2 separate regions of the Anser cygnoides genome follow, and region 2 is linked to region 1. The links are chromatin contacts, called in public Hi-C maps. All regions are on one chromosome and are shown on one strand. Each heading gives the region's core, a stretch centred on a gene start, on an enhancer-like site or on the middle of the called end of the contact. The rest is flanking DNA. Distances are from core to core; before and after follow the strand shown. Region 1 holds the start of LOC106039999 (MOB-like protein phocein). Region 2 overlaps ANKRD44 (ankyrin repeat domain 44).

The links. A called contact is a pair of places that touch in the nucleus more often than the background predicts.
Region 2: a Hi-C map of liver shows a contact between it and region 1, with 2.5 times the contacts expected there. The contact joins the enhancer-like site here to the promoter of LOC106039999 in region 1. A contact is called at or near these places in 2 of 7 Hi-C or Micro-C datasets (both in liver).

Annotation. Positions count from the first base shown.
Region 1 is chr6:3,075,549-3,082,460 of Taihu_goose_T2T_genome, reverse strand. LOC106039999 (MOB-like protein phocein) reads left to right here and starts at 1,342. Exons shown (of 9, transcript XM_066999961.1): 1 at 1,342-2,340; 2 at 3,073-3,237. The coding sequence starts at 2,305. It overlaps HSPD1 (heat shock protein family D (Hsp60) member 1), which reads right to left and starts at 835. Exons shown (of 12, transcript XM_066999956.1): 1 at 679-835; 2 at 38-213. The coding sequence starts at 211.
Region 2 is chr6:3,221,590-3,228,173 of Taihu_goose_T2T_genome, reverse strand. ANKRD44 (ankyrin repeat domain 44) reads right to left here. Exons shown (of 29, transcript XM_066999926.1): 4 at 6,219-6,289; 5 at 3,035-3,235; 6 at 1,756-1,843; 7 at 1,182-1,324. Among named protein-coding and RNA genes, the nearest start is that of PGAP1, 60 kb to the left of the region's middle. Within about 2 kb of position 5,118, at least 1 of the 3 cell types and tissues checked has open chromatin away from gene starts, as enhancers often do. A contact at or near this core is called in liver, where this site is marked.

The sequences.
Region 1 (6,912 bases), core at 93-2,592:
AGCGTTAACACAAAACAAATGCAAAGTCTTTGCTTACCTTTGGCCCCATGGTGACTGCTACAGCATCTGCTAGGAGGTCTACTCCTTGGAGCATAAGAGCTCTGGCATCTGCTCCGAACTTCACATCTTTGGCATACGCTCGCGTTAGGTGGGGGGCGAGTGCTCTGGACACTGGCCTCATCTGACGGAGCACTGCAGGTAAACGGAGCATGGCTGCAAAACGAAAAAGAAAAAAAAAAAAGCAAATAACTGTCAGGTTTAGCAGAGCCAGTTCCCGAACAAGAACAAGAGCAGAAGCCCACCGCAGCCAACCCAGTGCTCAGGGCCCCGAGGCCCCGGCGGCCGGCCGGGCCACGCCGCCTCGCAGGACACGCGCCGCAAGGTCAAGCGCCGCTCGCCCCCTGCCGCCAGCCGGGCCGCGCTGCACGGCCGCGGGGCCGCCAGCCCCACGAGCCCCAGGAGCACCAGGACACCCCCGCCGACACCCCCCCACCGCCCTTGCCCCTGGCCCCAGCCGCGTTCCGGAGCCGCCGCCAGGCCTCACACACGCGGTTTGCCCCCCCCCCCCCCCGTAACGGCCGCCCGGCGCGCGCCCCCTCAGGACGTTAATGGCCACCCTGAGGGCAGCTGGGGCTGAGCGCAGCCCCCAGCTCCCCCGGGCCGCGTCCCGGCTCTCACCGGCGGGGCCGTGCGGGGCAGGCGGGCAGCGTGCGGGTGCTGTGCGCGCGGGGCGGGCGGCGCTCAGCTCCCGCTGCCTCGGCCCCGCCCCTCGCCGGGCGCCCGCCCACGGCGGGCCCCGCGCGGCCGGGCCCGGGAACCTGCATGGCCGGCCCGGCTCAGCCCTGCGCGCCGCAGCCTCAGGGGCTCCGGGGCGCCGTGCGCATGCGCGCCGTGCCCCGGCACAGAGGGTGCAGGTTGCGGGGCCCGGCGGTTCCAGAACGTTCTGGAACGCTCGTGCCCGCCCGGGGTCAGGGGGCGGCTCCGCCTCGCTGCCGGACCGCCGCTGGGCCCCGCCACCGGCCGGGCGTTGCACGGCCCCTTCGGCGGCCGCAGCGAGCGGGACGCGGTTGGAGGGGCTCGGGCCCGGCGGCGGGAGCGGAGTGGGGCGGGGGCGGGGCCGGGCCGGGGTAACGACAGCAGCGACGGGAGCGGGGCTGGGCCCCGCCCTGGGGTTGGGCCGCTGGCGGCGCATGCGCAGGCGCTGCCCTTCCTGCGGCGGGCACGGGGCGCTCGGGGCGGGCAGCGCGGCGGCAGCAGCATGGTGAGAGCGGGCGGCCCGGCCCGGCCCACACGTGTCGGGGTCCCGGGGGGAACGGCTGTCTCCGGGGGGGGGGACCGGGGGGGAGCCGCCGCGGTGCCCCGGAGGGGGCTGGCGCTGCAGGCGGCTCTCCCTTGTGTGCCGGGTGCCGCAGGTGGGGCCGCTCCGCTCGGGGGCTCGCAGCGCAGCGGGCCGTCGGCGCCGCAAGGTCATGGAGTTCTCGGGGGGGAGCTGCCAGGGCCGCGGCGTCGCCGCGGGCTGCCCTGGGCTCCCTAGTAGCGTTAGTGCAGCGTTCCTTAGCAGGCCCTCAGCTGTACGGCCGCCGGGCAGGGCTGCGACGTGCTCCTGCTACAACCGCAGGTCGAAGCGAGGCCTCCGGTATCGCGTGTCGGGTCATTCATTCGCTGCCTTGTATGAGCTCCTTCTGTCTAGGTTTGCCTTTGAAGGAGAACTGGGTAAGGGTAGGGCTGTCCTTATTCTTCCACTTACAGTTCATCCTTATGGCTCTTTTGAGGGCAAGAAGGTAGCATTTCTTAAGACTTAGCGTAAAATGCCTCTGTTCTTACGTCTGGTTGCTTGTTTCAGCTAAACAGCGACCATCCCTTTAAAAAAAAATCAGCAATATTAACTTTATAGAACAAACCCAATCATAATTGGCAGCTCTTTCTATCTTTTTTTTATTCTTCTGGTAGTATCGGCCCTCCTCTTGGGGGAGGCAGCTTTCATACGCTTTTCTTGTCTGTGACTTTACTAGCCCTATTTTTAAAGTTCGTGTGCACATACCGATGAGTGTCACTGAGGGGCACGTGGACACCAGGCCCTCGCTTCTAGTGGCTTCCATAAGCGTGCTCCCTGTGAGCCCAGGGTACCTGTCTCATGGAGCACTATCTCCACGTGACCTGGCATGGCTCCATATCTTTCCTTCTAAATCAAAGCAAGTTCCTTCTCCCTGATCCCTGCTTATTGGGATTCTGTCCTTGTGTTTGTGCAACCAGTCACAGTAAAGTGCTTTAAAAAGCTAATTAACCCTTAAGTAGAGGCAGATTATGACTATCCTCCTACATGAAGGAAAAGCAGTCAAGGTAGGAATGTGCTTGTTTCCCTGTTCCTAGGGACATAAATCTAAATGTTTTTGTGAAGTTGCAGTTTATTTATAGAAATCTATCCAAATAACAGCACTCTTGCTTCAGACTTCAAACTTTAGAAGTTGTATCACATCGTGTGAAAGGTTTAGTCTTGAAGTTACCTGAAAAAGACTGACACGTGGAGCCTGGCCAGACTTTAACTTCTTTACTGTAGAAGACTCCACTACAACAAACAAGAATGCAACTGTCCTAAGAAGTCCTTAATCTTCATTAAATCTGTTTGTGAATTTAAAAATAGGTTTTCTATAATCAATAACTGTGCTCACAAACTATAGTAACTAACCGTTTATAGGATCAAAAGCACGTGGTGCTTGCAGCCACGTGAGGTGGCTGCTCCACCTGATGGTGGTTTGTTCCCTCACCTGGACCAGGAGCTTTGTATGGCTCAACTGCAAACATTGCCCAATATGTGCCTCTGAAGGCTGCTTGAGAGGCAGCTGCAACGTGGAGGCCTTGCAACGTGGAACAGCTGTAACAGCTTTCCTCATTTCTTCATTGATATCTGATGCAATTGAAGATGGTGTGTGTTTGCCACTGTTAAAACTAAATGCTCATCAGGTTTATAAACCTCTGATCTCTCAAAAGAGAAATCTATGGTTTTAAAAACCTTTTAATTGCAGTTTTACTGGAATGTTTTTACTTCTCAATTATTTACAATTATTTCCACAGGCAGGAAAAGCATTTAGGAAATTCCTTCCCCTGTTTGATCGTGTTCTGGTTGAACGATGTGCAGCAGAGACTGTAACCAAAGGAGGAATCATGATTCCAGAAAAAGCTCAAGGGAAAGTGCTACAAGCAACAGTAGTAGCAGTTGGATCGGGAGCCAGAGGAAAGGTAAATATCCTGAAGCATTACATTTGGGTAGAATTAGTAATAGTGTTGGCAGCAGCTGGAAAAATACAGTGGGAAAGGGATGGTTGCAGTGCAAGTTTTAAGATATCTGACAAAAATGGATGAGGGTAATGGCTGAAGTTTGAAGTGCAAATTCAAAGAGGATGTAGAAATCCCAAGTTCCTCTGGCTGGCTCTGACCTTGAGTTCCAGTCTTTTTTTTGTCATTTATAAAATGGAAAATACTTGCTTTTGGAAACTTATTATTATTTGTTGACATTTACAAGCATCCTTAAACAATAGTGACTTTTAATATTGAGTGTTTTGGGGGATGGCTTTTTTTAATTGCTTCAGTCCTTCAATGCCTTGCCTGTGGTAGGCTTTTTTTTTTGTTCAAATGATTACATGTCTAGAGTTATGTGGCTCATGAGCAGGGTGGATTTGCAGAATGTGGTGTTCACTGCCTTGTGCTGTGCAATCATGGTTTCTAAAGGTTGTGTTCACTAGAAAAAAAATAGGAAATGAATTGAAATGGTAAGTCAGCTTTCATAAACTTGCCATGTTGACTGCTCATCTGAGATCTTAAAAAAGATGGTCTTAACTTCATTTCACAGTCTCGAAATGCCTGTGGCAACAGGCTTCAGCATTGGAAGTTCTTTTTCTCCACCAAAGCAGTGTTTATTTAGTACCAATGGTAGAAAACAGGTTAAAATTTAACTTGGGCATGTTGACTCGGGCTTCTTTAATTGTGAGTCCTCTATAGATACCGTGCTTTTTTGTCTCTTTATCTGCTTTTCAAAACTTCATATTGTGAAATGATGCTAATATTTGACTAATATGTTGATACTTAACTTTATCGCATGGTTCTAAAAAGGATATAGATTTGCCAGTGTTACTTTGAGTAACTTTTCAGTGCTAAACATGGGAAAGTACTTGTAACTGTCACTTGGAAAAATTAGCCATGGTTTTAGAATATGGAAGTGGACTTTATCTGTCTCTTTTAGAAAGAAAGAAACTCTACAGATAAAATGTATTCTAGTTTCACTCTACAAATAAAATGTAGAGTTGATGTGGTATCTTGAATGCTTTTTGTGGATAGATCATTGCAATATGGAGAAACTCTGATACTAGTCCTCTCTGTTTAACTTGTGGAAAACCAAGGACCTTTTTTTTTTCTTTCAGGATGGTGAGATTCATCCAGTGAGTGTTAAAGTTGGTGAAAAGGTTTTGTTACCAGAATATGGGGGTACAAAGATTGTACTAGAAGATAAGGTAGGTTTCCCAACTTCGTGAATGCACATTAAGCTGGTTCCCAAAACGTCACACTGTCAGTAATAAATACTGTAGTTATTTAATGGGATTAGCAGCATTCGCTAGATGCCATTGGTATTAAAGTGGCTGAATCAAGTTACATTCTTGCACCTGTAGTACTTGGTACCTCCATCCTGGTTAAAAGAAAGTAACCAAAGAAACATCTGGCTTTATCTTCGTTGGGTGGGTGAAGTGACTTCATATGCTGAGCATGTATCAGTGAGAAGCCAGAAGTGATTTGAAATTACTGGGGGTATCCTCGCTTTTGACAGGGAAAGCTTACAGAATTGTCCTGTGACAGTGCTTGTACTTCCTCCTACTAAAAATAGTAACTTGATGGCCTGCCCAAACTGTGTCCTGTGAACAAAAATCTTTCCATGGAAGTCAACAGGTAGAACGAGTCTTAGTTAGGTCACTTTGATTTTGTACTTCATGATATATAGTAGCCCTGACTTCAAAACCAGATGGTTATCTGCAAAACAACTGATAAAACAATCCATGTGACAAGTAATGTTTCTTTTACTTGCAGGACTACTACTTGTTTAGGGATGGTGACATCCTTGGGAAGTACCTGGACTGAAGTTGGTTGCAGTATCAGTCATCCATTCCACTAAAATGCTGAAATCCTTTCTTTCATCATGTAAATAATGTCCTTTATTTTATAATATGCAGGCATTGAATCTCTGAAATAACTTGTGATCTCACTGTAATGATGGAACACAAATAAACATGTGTGCAGTCAGAAGTCGGTTGCTCTTTCTTGAGTTCCATTGAACAGTGAAATGCAGATGACCACCAACCAGCCTTAATTATTCCAAACAACATCATTTTTATATCCTTATCTGTGTGCTGAGATTGTAAAGGCCTTTACAATAAATTTCTTAAAACTATTCTGCTTATGTCTCAGTTTCTGCTACTGCTCTGTGAAACTGAGCCTCAGCTGTGTAATGTCTTGAACTACTTTCTGAAACAACATTTCAGTTGTAGTAATACATTATTTTCAACAAGCTTGCCTAAAGTTGTGGGACTAATTTAGAAGTGTTATCGCAGATAAAGTGATGGAGACTGTTTCAACTAGCTTTGGGACACATTGAGCTTTATCTTAAGTAACAGACGTTTTTTAACTTCTTCACTTCCATCATCATCTAGCAGTAGATGACGGTGTTTGGTATGTAGCAAGATAAAGCAAACAACCCTGCCACAAACAGCCTGCCTCAAAACACTACGCACAGAGCTTGTTACAGGTGATGCCTTTAGTAGGAAGTCTAACACTTTGCAGGTAGAAAGCAAGTAACTTTCCTATATAAGTTAACTGGTGGAATTGGAGCTGGTGCTGATCTTAACGTAGCAATTTGTGAAGGAATTTGCTTTATCTCAAACCAGATCTTTCCCCCTGTCCCACAGCTCAGTAGAGAGCTGACAGTGTATTTGACAAGTTAAACTTTGTTTATCCTTAATGCAGCCTTCTTAAATGGTAAGGTATCTACTCAAGTAATGCTGAAGCAAACACATTTACATACTTCTAACCACCCTGTTTTGCCTTGGGAAAGGATTATTTGCACATGACTGAACAGACCTGAACTTCGTACTGCTCCTAACAATGCCTTCAGAGTCAGTCTATGTTGATCTAGCACCATTTGAGAATATACGCTGTCCTAAAAGGCTTTTGTGTAGTCTTACGTGAAATAAATCCCTATAGGACTTTTAACTACTGAAACTAACAGTAAAGTCATTTTTTTCCACACTAAATTCAAGCTGTTATGAAATCAACGTTGCTAGATAAACTGTAAGCCGCACTGTTTTCTTTTGGAGATAACCAGGAATGCCTGTAATAAAAAATATTTCTCAGAACTTCAGGTAGTTGCTGGGGGACGACGACTTGATTTTGCCACTGTAGATGCCAGTTACCACCCACCAAAGAGCTATGTTTGATGCTCTTGGCTGTGTTGTCTTGTTCCCCTCTTGGATGGTGTGCTGCTTTCTGGCTGGTTATTGCTGACTTTAGAGCTGTAGGCAAGCCCTGTGCAAGCTGCACTGCTGTGTACGAGCTGCAGTGCTGAGGTGGTTCATTCCCCTTGTGTGCTAACAGGGAAGGCACTAAGCAAATGTTGTAGTATAAAAGGCCTGCCTGAAATCTGCCCTGCAGCAGCATTATTGCAGTAGTTTTAGCGATGTGTGTTACAGCTGAAACTTAAGGTTATCATGCTACAGGTATCTTAACAGACAAATTATTGCATAATGAAACAAACACATTGAAAAGAATTATCTTCCACTACAGCAAGCGTGCGTTTATCTTCCCTGATAAGGTAGGTGTTCTGGTGTAGGCACAGCGAGGAGGGGAAGGTTTGTAATATGTTTACAGCTTGCT
Region 2 (6,584 bases), core at 3,869-6,368, 140 kb before region 1:
GCCTGAAGCTTAAAGCTGATAGCAGGACTATGTAATGATGATGATGATAAAAGTCCTAATAAACTGGAAAGCTTTTATATGTAAGTGGGAAAGTAGGATAAAGAAAAAGCTCAGAAACTTAAAAAAAAATACACAAAAACACCTTCTATTGAGATTTTGTGAATAGAATCAGGTTTAAGATCTCTTTCCAGAGATTCCTTTTGGGAAGGGAGTGAAAGTGTCATAGTGAAGGGGAGGAGAAATTGCACAGCCATTTACAATTCAATAAGAAACTGCTTTCAGCAGCTCAGTATTATGAAGATGTAATTAAGATTACATTACTTCTTGATGACTGGCTTGGAATTCAAGTACTGTTCTGTAAAATATGGCAAGACAGGTTGCACAAGACTCAGGGATGTTGTGAATACCTTTCCACAAAATACAGGCATCTCAAAGCTCATATCCCCAGTGGCAGAAAATGTGGAAGTTGAAGGTAATTATTAGCATGGCATCGCTGATAACGGGAAACACCTATTCCTCTTCAACTTCACAGTCAACAGCCTGTAAAAACAGACTTCTGACACCTTTTTGGTAGGTCAAGTCAGCTGCCTATAAAGCTGACAAATGCAATGTCTTTATTTGATATCTTTAATCAACCAGCACAGACTCGTCTGCTCATTTCACTGTTGCTTTAGACCACTGAGTTGGCAATATTAGCCTAAGAGAAGTCTGTGCCCTGAAATAAAGACCTTTTCTGGAGTGAAAATAATCCTTTTCCTTCCCTCCATCAGCTAGAGAGGAAATGCACATCCTGAAACTTAAACAGCCTAAAATGCAGTTTTGTAAAGTACTCCATGAATGTGTTGTGAACAACTTCATCATATCAAAGGGAATGCCAAGCCAAGGTAGACTTCATTACTCCATCTTTCTCTACAGGAACAACATATATTTCCTGATTTCTTTTTTTTTTTTTTTTCCTTCAGCAAGGTAGCCTGGAATTTACTGTCCATACCATGCATTTTTTCTTCCAGAACGTTTTCTGGCTCTTGAACCAATAAACTATACAAAGCACTAGGTGCTTTTCATGGTCCTGAAAACAGAAACAATTTTCTTTAGAAATTCTGCTGATGTAGCAGCATCCATAAGAAAGAGGAAAAGGTATCTCCAAATATGGAAGTCATAAAGAGCACATTACCACATACCTCTACCCCCAGGTTAAGGAGGTGTTTCACAACATTAATCTGCCCATTGGATGCAGCTGCATGAAGTGGGGTGTAACCCTTCTTGTCTTTACAAGTCACCTCTGCACCATGATTAATCAGTAAGGCAACAACTTCCAGGTGACCTTCAAAAAAATGAAAAAGAGTATCAACAGGTATACCAGCCTCACTACCCACAAATTACTGCTTTTTTGCTAATGCACTGGCCCTTTCACTGATGTTTCACACTGCTCCCAGAGTTTTACAAAGAAAAAAAAAATCATTTTCAAAATATTCTTAATTATAGCTCCAGACCTGGTCAAGAAATGCATGCAATACACATTCCCCTTCATCAGATGGGTCAAAGTTCTCTTTACTGAATTGGTTTTCCAGTCATTAAAAGACCAAAAACCACAACTAAGTGGGCATTGTGTATTTAAATCAGCCAACCTCCTCCCTGAACAGGGTGAATACATCTCTCACCTTCCATGGACAGGTCTGTGTCTTGTCCACTGTAAAACATGCTGACAGCTTGTCAACAGGAAATTAGAACAAGGAACAACAACCTGAGCCTTACCCATATACGCTGCCCAGTGAAGAGCTCTTCTGTCCTTTTTGTCGAAAGCATTGATGTTTGCCCCCTTGGCTAACAGCAAGTTCACCATCTAGTAGTAATGAGAGCAAACCATGTGGATCAGACACTCAATAGCTTATAACAAACCATTCTAGTGATAAAGTTGGGATCACAAAATCAGGCTGTTTTGTATGAGATACTGAAATTTTAGGCAGTATGGCTAAGAAGTGAAAAGCTGCTTTCCCTATTATCAGTCATCCAATATTTAGAAATAAAAAAAAAAAAATCAGGTAAAAAAAAGAAAGAAAACTGAATGGCATTCAACTAGTTTCTTCTCCAGCAAAACATTCTGAAATCATAAATTACAGAGCTGCATATTTGCTTTTCTCTTGTACAGTGCTTTTCCATCAGTACAGAGATCATCTAATAAACAGCATAATTTCAATTATAATTTCTGATATACTCTACCCAAAATATCAGGAACTTTATATTATGACTGTTAGATTCAAGCATTACTATCTTTTTCTATTAGTAGTTAGAAAAAGGCCAAAGCAGGAGTTTAAAGGACAAACACTATCATTGTTTTACAGGAACTACTCTTCCCTTTCCTTCTTTTAATTACAGTGTCAACTGATCAACTTTTGTTGACGGATTTTTACTGTTCCAGTTGAAGACATTTTATTCTAGATGAACTTCAGGTGCTGGAAGAATCCTTCCACACAGATTTAAAGACTATCAAAACCATTTATGAAGGTTCTTTATTTACAAAACTATGTTTTTTTTTTGTATAGAAATTGTAATAAGAGAAGGGTTTACTTGTATTAGGTAAGGAGAAGCAGTATGGATGATCTCAAAAAAAAAAGAAGCAAATTTTCTAGAAGACTGATTAGAAAATCAGACTGGATCTCACACAGCTGAACTTTTTTTCAGTATGAAATGAATCCAGCAGTTTTTCCTTCTTTCCATTCTTCTCTTATTTTCTCAGGCAGTTAAGCACAAAATAGCCCAGGACACACTCGAATTGCCAGGGCTGGTGGCACAGCCAGCTCCCCAAGTTTGCATGCACAGTTCACTTGCATGCCAGCTCTGTACACATGCTTTCCTGCCACTCTTACTTCTGTAGATAGGTAACTTGGCACAGTTTGGGAAGCAGCTGAATGACAGCAATCATAGGTGTCAGGGATATGGGACTCAGTCCAGACCCAGCCATAGTGGACAAACATTTGAAAGAGGAAAAACCAAATAAGTAATCAAAGATCAATTTTGCTATTAACCAACTCACCTCAATGTGGCCATTCAGAGCTGCATGGTGCAATGCCGTCCGCCCACCTCGGTCAGAGACATTGACGCTGCTCAGCATGGGAATGATGACTTCTGCGCACTTCACCGCCTTGTTTGCAGCAGCCACGTGCAACGGGGTCTGCCAGTTCTTGTCCCGAGCATTGACATCAGCTGAGTGCTTAATCAGTACTTGCACTGCTTCCTGCAACGGGAGCACTTAAGAGCTATAAACAAGCAGTTTGAATAAATACAGCGCACATATTCTTGACAGCTCAGTGATGTTATGTATGCATTTTACTTACGCATCCCAGGCATGGCCAGGAGGAGGGAAAGAGAACAACATTCACCTAAACAACCTCTCAGGTTACTGAAACAGTACTGCTCATTCAAATGCCAGACTGTGCATCACCTTTGCTGTCACACAGAGCAGTGTGCTTGCAATCAAAATTTCCAAATTAGATTTTATGACATACAAAGCTGTCTATGCAGACAGCCCAACCTGTTTGGTTGATTAACCCTCAATACCTCAGTCGTCCTAACTGTGCTATACCTTAAGAAACAAATGGACTTATCTGAGCACCCTCTTACACATATTATTTACAAAATGAAGAGCATGTCATTTTGGACAATGAAATCACAGTAAATCGCTCTAAGTTTTATTTATAAACAGGAAAAAGGAAAATATATATATATATCTAAAAACAAAATTTTAGCTTTGCAAAAACATGAGAATCACAGGCAAAGGTTGACACTGGTGTATGTCCCCAGCTGCCATTAGCATTCCTTCCCTCCCTAAGGGCTGAGCACAGGCCAAGAGTCTTCACTGCAACATCCATTCTATCAGCCTGAGACCAAACAACATCTTTTAAGGTTAAACGAACCATTTTGTTGGTTAAAAGTGAATATTTCCCTGTGAGAAAATGTATTCTTCTCTCTTGAGGGACTGTCTCACTTGAGAATTTACCATCAGCTTTTTTTCTGCTCCCACTCATAGAACTTCCATTAAGCAAGCCAGATTAAAAAAGTTTCTCTCTAAATTACATTGCTTCTTCTCTTCTTTTTTTCCCCCCACAAACCAACAAAATACAAAGGAACCACAGGGACACAGTAGCATTCAAGTAGCCTCGTCTGCTAATTACAACTCACAGCTGGGAAGCGGCAGAGCTGTAGCCCTATACTACCTTATTCTTTTTCCATAAACTGAAAAGTTTTCTGGCAAGTCCAGCCAACGTTTTATTAATAAATAACAAATATATCATATGTACATTTAAAAAGCATTTTTGTATCTAGAAATGCCCCAGAGAGTGCCTGCAGTCTGTATCAACAATACATCCCATTACTAGGAGTTTTAGTTCTTTGTTCTCAATTGTTCTCAATCAATTTCTACAATTTCTACAATTTTGTTTTCTACACCAACTGTCATCTAACAGATTTGTTCAGTTAGTTCAGTTTGCATCTCTTCAAACACCAAGAATGATATATTGTTCATGTCACAACAGGATTTTCTTTTTTTAAACTACAGGCCCACTATTTTCAAAATCATTTAAATATAATTCACTGGGGATCTATCCAGCTGTGACATGAAGTCATCGGGAAAAATCATACAATTTGACTATTAATGAAGGAAGGAAAAAGTTATGGAAGAATTTTTTAAACTAACCAATAAGGACTGAAAAGTCAAAGCTAATAATAGTTACACTTTATTTGTTTTTTAAGTGTGTATACATTTTTGTTTACATCTGCAGATCTGCTGCTCTATCAGACTAACAGAGTGTTAAAATCTTTATGGGGAAATTTTAATTTTATTGGTTTTGAGAGCATGAGCTAGACCTTTTTCTTAGCATAATTTCTACATGTGCATGCAGTCCGCAGCTATAGCGTAAGCCTCTGTTTTCAGTGTTTCCAGCTAACCCATGATATCAGAGTGAAATCTCTTAACTCTTTCATACCATACGCCTTCCCCTGCTGCCTCACTGGGGTACCAGAACTGCCAGCACTGGAGAAGAGCTTCTCATCTTAAAACTGGCTGTCAGCAGCCAAAGAGTAAAAGAGACAAACCCACAAGAAGACATGCATTTTCAGTTAGAACTGTGATTGAAAATAAAAATCATGTACTCTGACACATCCAAAAAAGGAACCAAATACTGCAATTCCTGAATCAGAAAGAGCGTAGTTGTTTTTTAAGGCTGAAGTCTGATCTTTGTTTTCCAACATGGCTTTTTGTATTTTGTCTCATTACAGCATTCATATCCTATCAGATATTCCTTTCAGCGGGTTTTGGTGGCTGCCAGCAGCTGGGAAGCTCAGCCAGTAGCCAAACAATGCCTGAGTTCAGAAGCGAGCCCAGGATTCCTGCCTCCAGGCTTGGCAGGCACTGGGACTGTTACAGAGGTGATTCAAGTCCATCAGTCCCTGGAAAACAGCCACCCTCTCTCTCTCCTGCATCCCCTCCCCTTGCCCCCAGCAGCCAAATCAGCCTGCAGTTGGGCTTGCTGTTAACGAAGTATTAGGAGGACAGAAGTATAGGAGAAGGTCCAAAATGGACAGCCAAAATACTGGTACAGTTGAAAACGCAGTCATGCCTGAGCTGCATTCCAGTTAGTTACTGTTGCTGCTTCTTGAAATAGCAATGGAGAGAGTACAATGTGATGCCAGAAGATTTCTAGCTGTCAAGTAGAAAAATATGGGCATACCTCCCTTATGCATGAATCAAGTGAATTAACAGAAAAGCTAACGGATGCCTTGAAATGCAATTAACCAAAATGAACTGTGCAGTAATACATGTAGGATTACACACACACACATCCACTCCCTCCTGGCACATACACAGCATGAACACATCCGTATGGGTTTATTCCTCCTTATTTTATCACTTGATGATAATGACCCTGAAGACCACGGTGATTCTACTCCACTTCAGCCAGGGTCACTCACTCCAGCTGGTGGTTGCTCCGGACAACTTGCTACAGTAACGCAAAGCATCCCAACAGGGGGAAAATCAAAGGCTCAAAAGCAACTATAATTAACTGGTAAAAGTTGGCCTCTGGCTGCAATGCTAAAGGCCCTGCACACAGCAAATGTTCTCCCCGTTTGTCACTGTGCTGCCTACTGTGGCTTTCAATGATTTGCTTTTTTCCCCAGCATGGAGTTTACGTGCAAAAGCAGAGTAATCAAATCTTACTCACTTCACTCCTTGAAGCAACTGCTCGGTGGAGAGGAGTCAGCCACATGTTGTCCTTGGCATTAACACGAGCGCCTGCAAGTAAACAAGCAGAGGTTACATCCATGCCTTGGGTGCGACACGAAGAGCGTTGCCCAACTCGTTTCCTAGTAACAGGAGCCGAGGCGGATTTAGTGCTCTCCTCGTGGCTCTGCCAACTCTTCTGGCACTCCGTTACCCTTAGAAATACAGTTCCATCTCCTGGGCAGATAGGAGCAGGCGCACAATTCAGAAAGAAGGGAACTGATCAAATCTCAATATTAGCAGGAGCAGCCTTGTTTATAGGACACAAAAGAAGCAGGATTTGTAGTAGGGGTTTATGTATGTACAT